2 separate regions of the Mus musculus genome follow, and region 1 is linked to region 2. A link is a contact called in public Hi-C data. All regions are on one chromosome and are shown on one strand. The core of a region is the stretch at or near the end of the contact, and the rest is flanking DNA. Distances in the headings are between cores, read along the strand shown. Region 1 has its middle 39 kb from the start of Mir874. Region 2 holds the start of Spock1 (sparc/osteonectin, cwcv and kazal-like domains proteoglycan 1).

What was found. A called contact is a pair of places that touch in the nucleus more often than the background predicts.
Region 1: a Hi-C map of cerebellar granule neurons shows a contact between it and region 2, with 1.7 times the contacts expected there. The contact joins the enhancer-like site here to the promoter of Spock1 in region 2. A contact is called at or near these places in 1 of 39 promoter capture datasets (the SN4741 cell line), 2 of 484 Hi-C or Micro-C datasets (the N1E-115 cell line and cerebellar granule neurons), 2 of 115 datasets of contacts at active chromatin or transcription factors (embryonic stem cells and stem cell-derived neural progenitor cells) and 1 of 9 other capture datasets (adipose tissue).

What each region holds. Positions count from the first base shown.
Region 1 is chr13:57,982,107-57,985,811 of GRCm38.p6, reverse strand. No RefSeq gene overlaps it. Among named protein-coding and RNA genes, the nearest start is that of Mir874, 39 kb to the left of the region's middle. Within about 2 kb of position 2,216, at least 17 of the 459 cell types and tissues checked have an H3K27ac peak or open chromatin away from gene starts, as enhancers often do. A contact at or near this core is called in cerebellar granule neurons, where this site is marked.
Region 2 is chr13:57,907,016-57,910,617 of GRCm38.p6, reverse strand. Spock1 (sparc/osteonectin, cwcv and kazal-like domains proteoglycan 1) reads left to right here and starts at 2,286. Exons shown (of 12, transcript NM_009262.3): 1 at 2,286-2,426; 2 at 3,031-3,216. The coding sequence starts at 3,031.

The DNA.
Region 1 (3,705 bases), core at 967-3,466, 75 kb before region 2:
TCCACCCTTCTCAATTTGCTGAGTTAAGAGAATTTGAGCTTCTTTGTGTGACCACTTAAAGACAGTCTCTGCTCGGTTCCATCAAGCCAAGGAGGGATCCGGCGCGTGGCTCTCTTGAACCCTTGCTTTGGCAGATTTTAGTGTGGTTGGGCTGTTATCTCTTCACCTCTCTAAGTCCAGATTCTGCTCTAAGTTCTTTGGGCCTTAGCTGCACAGAGGTTGGCCTCTGGTCCTGATTGCATACAGACCACAGGACAAATGAAAACGAGATCCAGTCCAAAGTAGAACCCAGCTCAGAGAAGAGAAGCAGCAGCCGTGTTTGTGACACTGATGTGCGATTTCCTTGGGGCCCCAGAGATTAGTTCTGACTCTCTTGGCTTGGCAAGGTTCACTATTGTTATTTATATTAGACCTTTGCACACAATCATAGCTAGTAATATTAGACCTGGACCCTGGAGCAAAAGCCTGTGGCGGCCCACTTGCCTGGCATTTGATGTCAGACCTGTGTTACCCTGTGTTACCTGGTCAATTCTGCAGACAGCGTCTTGGGCGCCTGCCGGCCCAGGGATCCACCTTGGGTATATTCACCCTGTGCCAATGAACACAGCACGGATCTTGCAGAAGTGCTGTCTAAGAGAGGCAGAGAGCTCCCACTGCTGCCGTCTCAGAATAATTTGGTTTTATTACAAGGGTTTTCATTTCGGTGGCAACATTATTCTTTTCACAGAAGAAATTATCTTCAAATTACTTAATCTTTCTCTTTTATCTCTGGGGGTGCTTTGGGGGTGTAATGCCTCAGCCTTTTTCAGATTTCTGGAGAGAACCGACCTATCATTTTCATCCTCGGGGCCGCGTTGGGAGCAGGAGGAAGCCTATTCTCGCTACAGAGTCATTCAGTCCCTGAAATAAACCCGAGATCTTTGTGTTTTTTGAAAGAGAGGCCCTGGGCTGCTTCACTCCTCCGAAGAGAAGTGTTCTCAGCTGGGCGAGAGCTGAGCCGTCTTCCTGAGAGACTCTGCCAGCTTGCATGGGTTTACACGTGTACTGTTATGAGATGCAGGTCCTGGGTACAAGAGCTGCTTTACCCATTTTGTAATCTGGAATTTTAATCTTGTAAGCATGAAAAGTACTTGCTGCTGATAACAAAGAGGCTGGACTGCTGCAGGTGAAGCCTGAGGAGGACCGGAAGCTAGGAGCTGGGCGCTGGGGTGGGGGCGGGTGGGGACGGGGTGGGGCCAGGGGTGGGGACGGGGCCGGCGGTGGGGGTGGCTCTCAGAGACTTGTGCTGTGGTTTAACCTGACTGACCTACCAAGTCCATTGTACCATGGTGCTGGTTCCCAGCCCATACGGTGTGTCCTGAACAGAGACACAAGGTCAAGGTTCAATTTGGAAACACTATACCTACACCCCACTGGCCTTCCTGGGTCAGGAGCTGAGTACAGTCGGGTCCATTAGGTGGCCTGAGAAAGAAGCCTGGGGCCTAGTACAGGGTAGCATGGAGTAAGAGAGACAAGGAGAGACAGCTCGCTACCATACCTTCCCGCCTCTGCCCTCTGCTGGCTTGGTGAATTCCTTCACATGATTAATGGTTCTGCTTCAAAGTCCCCCATCAGGCCCGCCATGACCCTAGCGAACTAAATCCAGCTGCTTTATCTCACACCCTCAAAGTTCACCTTCCCCTCGGGGCGTTGTGCGGTTGTTAGCCTCATGCCTATATTCTAGAGTTTCTTTGCATCTGTAGCCTCAAGTCTCCAGGATGATAGTCCCTTAAAGAGACTGGCACAGAATAAGGCACACAGTAGATGCTCAAAGCTGTTTGCTGAGTAGATGAACAGAAGTTTATCCCTTGGCTGGGACCAGCCCCATCCTTTGAAGGGTTTGTCTTGGGGGTGGGGTGGGGGCGAGTGTTTCCTTGTAATTCTTGAAAAGTAAAATTTGATTGTGTAGTAAATTGACGGTCACGAAAAAGCAAACCGCAGATGAAATAGCAGCTGCTTCCCCCACCCCCACCCCCAACCCCTGTGTTTCTAGTCACCTGCAGCCCTTGCTAAAGGCCATGGCCCCATTTCCCGGAAAGGTGGTCGGGACCTCCTTCCTCCCAGCAGCACGGCTGTAGGTACGTCCTTCTTTCTAGAGCTCAGTGTGATGTGCCGGTCTGCTCGTGAAGGGCTTCCTGTCCTTGTACCATATGGACACACTAACTTATCAACACACACGTAGTGAACATCAGGCACAGCGCCAGGCCCTGGGGGAAGCTGTTAACAGTGCAAGCTGTCAGATCAGAAAGACCCAGCGCTCACCCCCTTCACTTATTATCCATGTGACATTAGGCTGGTCACTCAGCCTCAGAGTTTCAGTTTTCTAATCAGCAAAATCAGGACGGCATGGTACCTAGAAGCAGAGCGCTGTCAAAGGGACTGCAAGAGGCAGGGCCTGAGGGTGGGGCCCCACGTGCTGTAGGGTTCACAGGCGGGGGTGGGTGGGTGGTGGGTGGTGGGGGTGGGGGTGAGGCGCTGCTGTCCCCGCTGGTATTGATGTCAGAAAAGGGAAATTAACATTGGTGGAACCAGACATATCCCTAAATCCTCTGACGCGTGGCTTGGTCTCCTGCACTGAAGCCTCGTTCTAGAGGAGTGGAGGGCTGAAGTGAGTGTGCTGCCTGAGCGGCACAGAAATCTGGTGGCCCTGTGGGGCTCTCAGGAAGTTTGTTCTGGATGTGTGTCTGGGGTTCCCACTTAGCATATGGGGCTGCTTGGCTGGGTGCCGCCTTTCCGTGGGAATCCACAGGCTGGTAAATCTGGGCTACGTGCAGGGAACTATGGGCCACAGTATCTGGGGAGGGAGAAGAGAAACTTCCTGTGGGTCTCAGGCTTCTCAGCGGTGGTGCTCCTCCCCTTTATGTCACGGAGAAGCCCCTTCCCTGCAAGCAGCAGAGAAGGCTGGTGGTGCTAGTGATGGTGGAGGAAGATCATTGAATTCAATCTTTGATTTAAAAAAATTGAGGAACATATTAGTTAGCTTTCTGTTACTATGATAAAAAAATATCTAATATAGACAGATATTTAGCTCGTGGTTTCCAAGGACTTAGTCTATGATCGGGCTCTCCTGCTTATGGAGGGCCCGCAGCAAATCGAATCCTTCCTTATGCTCGGCACTTGGGCAAGGAGTTACAGCTGGACTGTGTTACATTATGAATCACTCTTGAACCACACACCTTGAGCCAGAGTCTTTGTCCAGCTACTCTCCAAACCTGGGGCAAATTTTAGGGCTTTTGGATAGCTGATTTCTTCATCTTTGGCCCAGAATGCCTCTACCCAATGACCTCACTGGTGCGAAGCTTCTGTAGAACCTTGTACATTCATGGCACGGTATAAAAACTCCTTCTTCCGGGCTGGTGAGGTGGCTCAGCGGGTAAGAGCACTGACTGCTCTTCCGAAGGTCCTGAGTTCAAATCCCAGCAACCACATGGTGGCTCACAACCACCCGTAATGAGATCTGATGCCCTCTTCTGGTAGGTTTGAAGTCAGCTACAGTGTACTTATGTATAATAATAAATAAATCTTTGGGCCAGAGCAAACAGGGCCGACGGGAGCGACCGGAGGGAGCAGAGGTTCTAAAAATTCAATTCCCAACAACCACATGAAGGCTCACAACCATCTGCACAACTACAGTGCACTCATATACTTATACATATACTTCCTTCC
Region 2 (3,602 bases), core at 1,037-3,536:
CAGAGGCAGAGGCAGAGGCAGAGGCAGAGGCAGAGGCAGAGGCAGAGGCAGAGGCAGAGGCAGAGGCAGAGGCAGAGGCAGAGGCAGAGGCAGAGGCAGAGGCAGAGGCAGAGGCAGAGGCAGAGGCAGAGGCAGAGGCAGAGGCAGAGGCAGAGGCAGAGGCAGAGGCAGAGGCAGAGGCAGAGGCAGAGGCAGAGGCAGAGGCAGAGGCAGAGGCAGAGGCAGAGGCAGAGGCAGAGGCAGAGGCAGAGGCAGAGGCAGAGGCAGAGGCAGAGGCAGAGGCAGAGGCAGAGGCAGAGGCAGAGGCAGAGGCAGAGGCAGAGGCAGAGGCAGAGGCAGAGGCAGAGGCAGAGGCAGAGGCAGGCGGATTTCTGAGTTCGAGGCCAGCCTGGTCTACAGAGTGAGTTCCAGGACAGCCAGAGCTATACAGAGAAATCCTGTCTCGAAAAACAAAACAAAACAAAACAAAACAAAACAAAACAAAACAAAAAAAGATCCGTGACGACTGGAAAAGATGATCCGTGACGACTGAAGAGCCAGGAATGGCCATGCTGCAGGAGTTCATAGAAAGAGCCCAGGCTTGAGCAGGGCAGGCGGCTGGTGTGGCCAATCACTTAACTCAAAGGTAGATTAAGATGGCTTGATGAAAGAACTGGTTATGAGGAGGCAAAAATGACATCGGGTGTGACTCTTCAGAACAGGGGTGCTGACAAAACATGGCTGGGGAATGAGAGGTAATGCTTGCACAGGCCCGTATGTGAGCTAGAGCGCGGGACAAAGGCGGCGGCTGCGGCGGCAGGTGCGCAGGGGAACAAGCCGGGCAGCTGCCTTCCCAGCCACGGTACTGCGGTCCTGGGACTTGGGCGGGCTCCTAAGGTACGTGTCCGCAGAACACTGAGCCCCAACTTGGCACATAAGTTTCTCTTGAAATGAGATGCATTCCTCTCACTATCCCAAGCCTCTCTCTCTCCAGCTATGACATCAGATACTCACTGTGTTCATCCCCGTGATAAGATACTCTCTGGGTGAGGTGTTTCCCCAACATGAAAAAAAAAGACTCCACTTCTCCTGTACTAAGGCCTCCCAGAATGCACAAGAACTGCAATTCACATGCTTAAACCATGCCATCTGCCCAATTATTACAGCACGACTCACAACCGGCCACATCATCGTGGTGGCATATTGAAAAGCAGGGCTCAGGATCCCTCTGATACTGACTGTTGGTGGTGTGTCATGACTGGTGCAGCTGCTGAGAGCAAGGCAGATCGCACTGTCAGAGAGTTCCAGCCCACGGGAAGGTCACGCTTGCCATAAGTGACCTTAAGCGCAGTGAGCTTGCAGCTGGAGAAACACTGAGTTCTCAGGGCAGTGTCACCGAGGTCCTGGCCTGAATCACAGGGACCACAAATCTCGGAACAAATGGAGATGAGGCAGCTGCAGAATGCATTCAGATATTCTGGTAGCTCAAGTCTGCCCAGGGGCAAAGTGATCCCAGGCCTGGAGGAGCCCTTGCCACTGGGGTCTGACCCCAAGGCTAGCCTGTGTAGAAAGTGGGGACAAGAAGGCAGGGGTGGGTGGGTGGGTGGGGGCAAACAGAGGCAGAAGGGTAAGAGGGCAAGGACCAGGTGTGCAGGGGACTAGGGTTTGGGTGTTTCTCAGGGAAGTGTCCTGAAGGGTTTTGAGTTTGGTGTGTGTGTGTGTGTGTGTGTGTTCAGGGCTATAGGCTATAGCTGTGCCAAGAAGTAGGCAGCGATGCACCTGTTAAGTCGCTCCCACCCCTATTAAACCAAACACGCTGAGTATTTGGAAAGAGAAGAGAGGGCTGGGTCAAGGCCAGCTTTCTCCTTCTGTCCGTGCTTGAAGCTGGAGGTCGGTTCCACAGGACTCTTAGGGGTGGCTCTGGTTGGAGATCAGACTTAGAGATGCTGGGTGTATGGCTTGAACCAGGGAGTAGAGAAGTTCACCTAAATATTGTCTGTGCACAAGACGCAACAGGGACTCATTTAAAGGGCCGACTCTTGGAGAGAGTCTCCTCTCTCCACCGTAGAGATTCTGAGACGGGTGTCCCAAGCACTTACTCGTTGAGAGTCCCTCAACACTGGCGACTTCTTGGCCTTCTAACATCATTTCCCTGAGCTTGAAATCTGTGTCAGCCCTGTAGAGCTGCGAATGAATCACGCTCCCGGATGGGACCGCTGAGCGCCAAGTAGCCGCCAGGGGGCGCCAGAGGCCTCGGCTAGGAGCTCAGGCTTCTCCGCCCGCGGACGCCGCGCCCGAGACGAGCCAGAGCGCTGCGGGCTCACAAAGCGGCCGGACGCGCGGCGGCGGCAGGTGCGCAAGGGAACGAGCCGGGCATCAGCCTTCCCAGCCACCGCGGTACAGGAACCCCAGCAACTCGGGCGCCGGGACTCGGGCGGGCTCCCAAGGTACGTGTCCGCAGAACACTGAGCCCCAACTTGGCATATTTGGCGTAGTTGGGACCTTCCTGAGGCCATCTCCCGGGCTGGCAGGGTCAGGGCCTGGGGGCATTTCTGCGTGTCCCTGTTGCGCAGAAGCCGCGGGCCGGGAGCAGAGAGACCTTTGCCTTAGCTGGGAACGGGAAGCCCGGCTTGAGGGCACCCCAAAGCCCCCGTCTGCCAGAGCCTGGGATGATGCTCAGAGCGCCGTTATCCCTATCCCTACACCAGAGCTGTGGGGCCCGTCTGTGGGAGTGCGGCTGGCACATTGAGCATCCGGGTTTTGGGGGAGATGTACTGGAGCCCCACAACGGAGAGCCGGTGAGAGGGTCTTCAGTAGTTTGACGGCGGCCCCGAGTCGGTGACCTAGGCTCTGCGTTTGTAGCTGTTTCCATGCATAAGGGCTCTCCAGGTGCAACCTCCGTCCCAGGTGTGAGAGGGACCACCCTGTCCCCGCGGTGAGCCCAGGCGCTGCAGCTTGTGCGCGCCCCTAGGCGCCCAGACACCCGGTGGGAGTGAGGGGCTTGAGGTAGCCCTGTTGTCACCGGCTCACGCCCGTGTGCCCTGCCCCCAGATGCCAGCGATCGCGGTGCTCGCGGCGGCCGCCGCGGCGTGGTGCTTCCTCCAAGTGGACAGCCGGCACCTGGACGCGCTGGCCGGTGGCGCGGCCCTCAACAACGCCAATTTCCTAGACAATGACCAGTGGCTGAGCACTGTCTCCCAGTATGACCGTGACAAGTACTGGAACCGCTTCCGAGATGTGAGTTCGGCTGGGGGTGGAAAATGGGGGGGGGGGGCTCAGAGACCAGTGTAGGGGTTGGGGGTGGTAGGTTCAAACCTCTCATGGAGGTCCACAGTGCATCCGTCTAGCCTGAGAGGAACTTTAAAGAGAACTTGGAAGGCTGGGTGCTCTTGCGTGTTACCTGTATTCCAGGTATGTGCACTTGTAGGATCGATGCAGCTGTCCTCACAGAAACAGGGCACAAACCTTAAGCAGCTTGGGGAGAGGGGCTCTCCAAGTGTCTGAGAGCTACTGATGGCAGACTGACTTTACCAAACCCTGGAAGGAAGGTCCTGGGAGCTGCAGGATCTGGCTATCTTTTGGGTGCATCAGGAAAAAAAAATCTCTAGTGATGTGTATAGCTC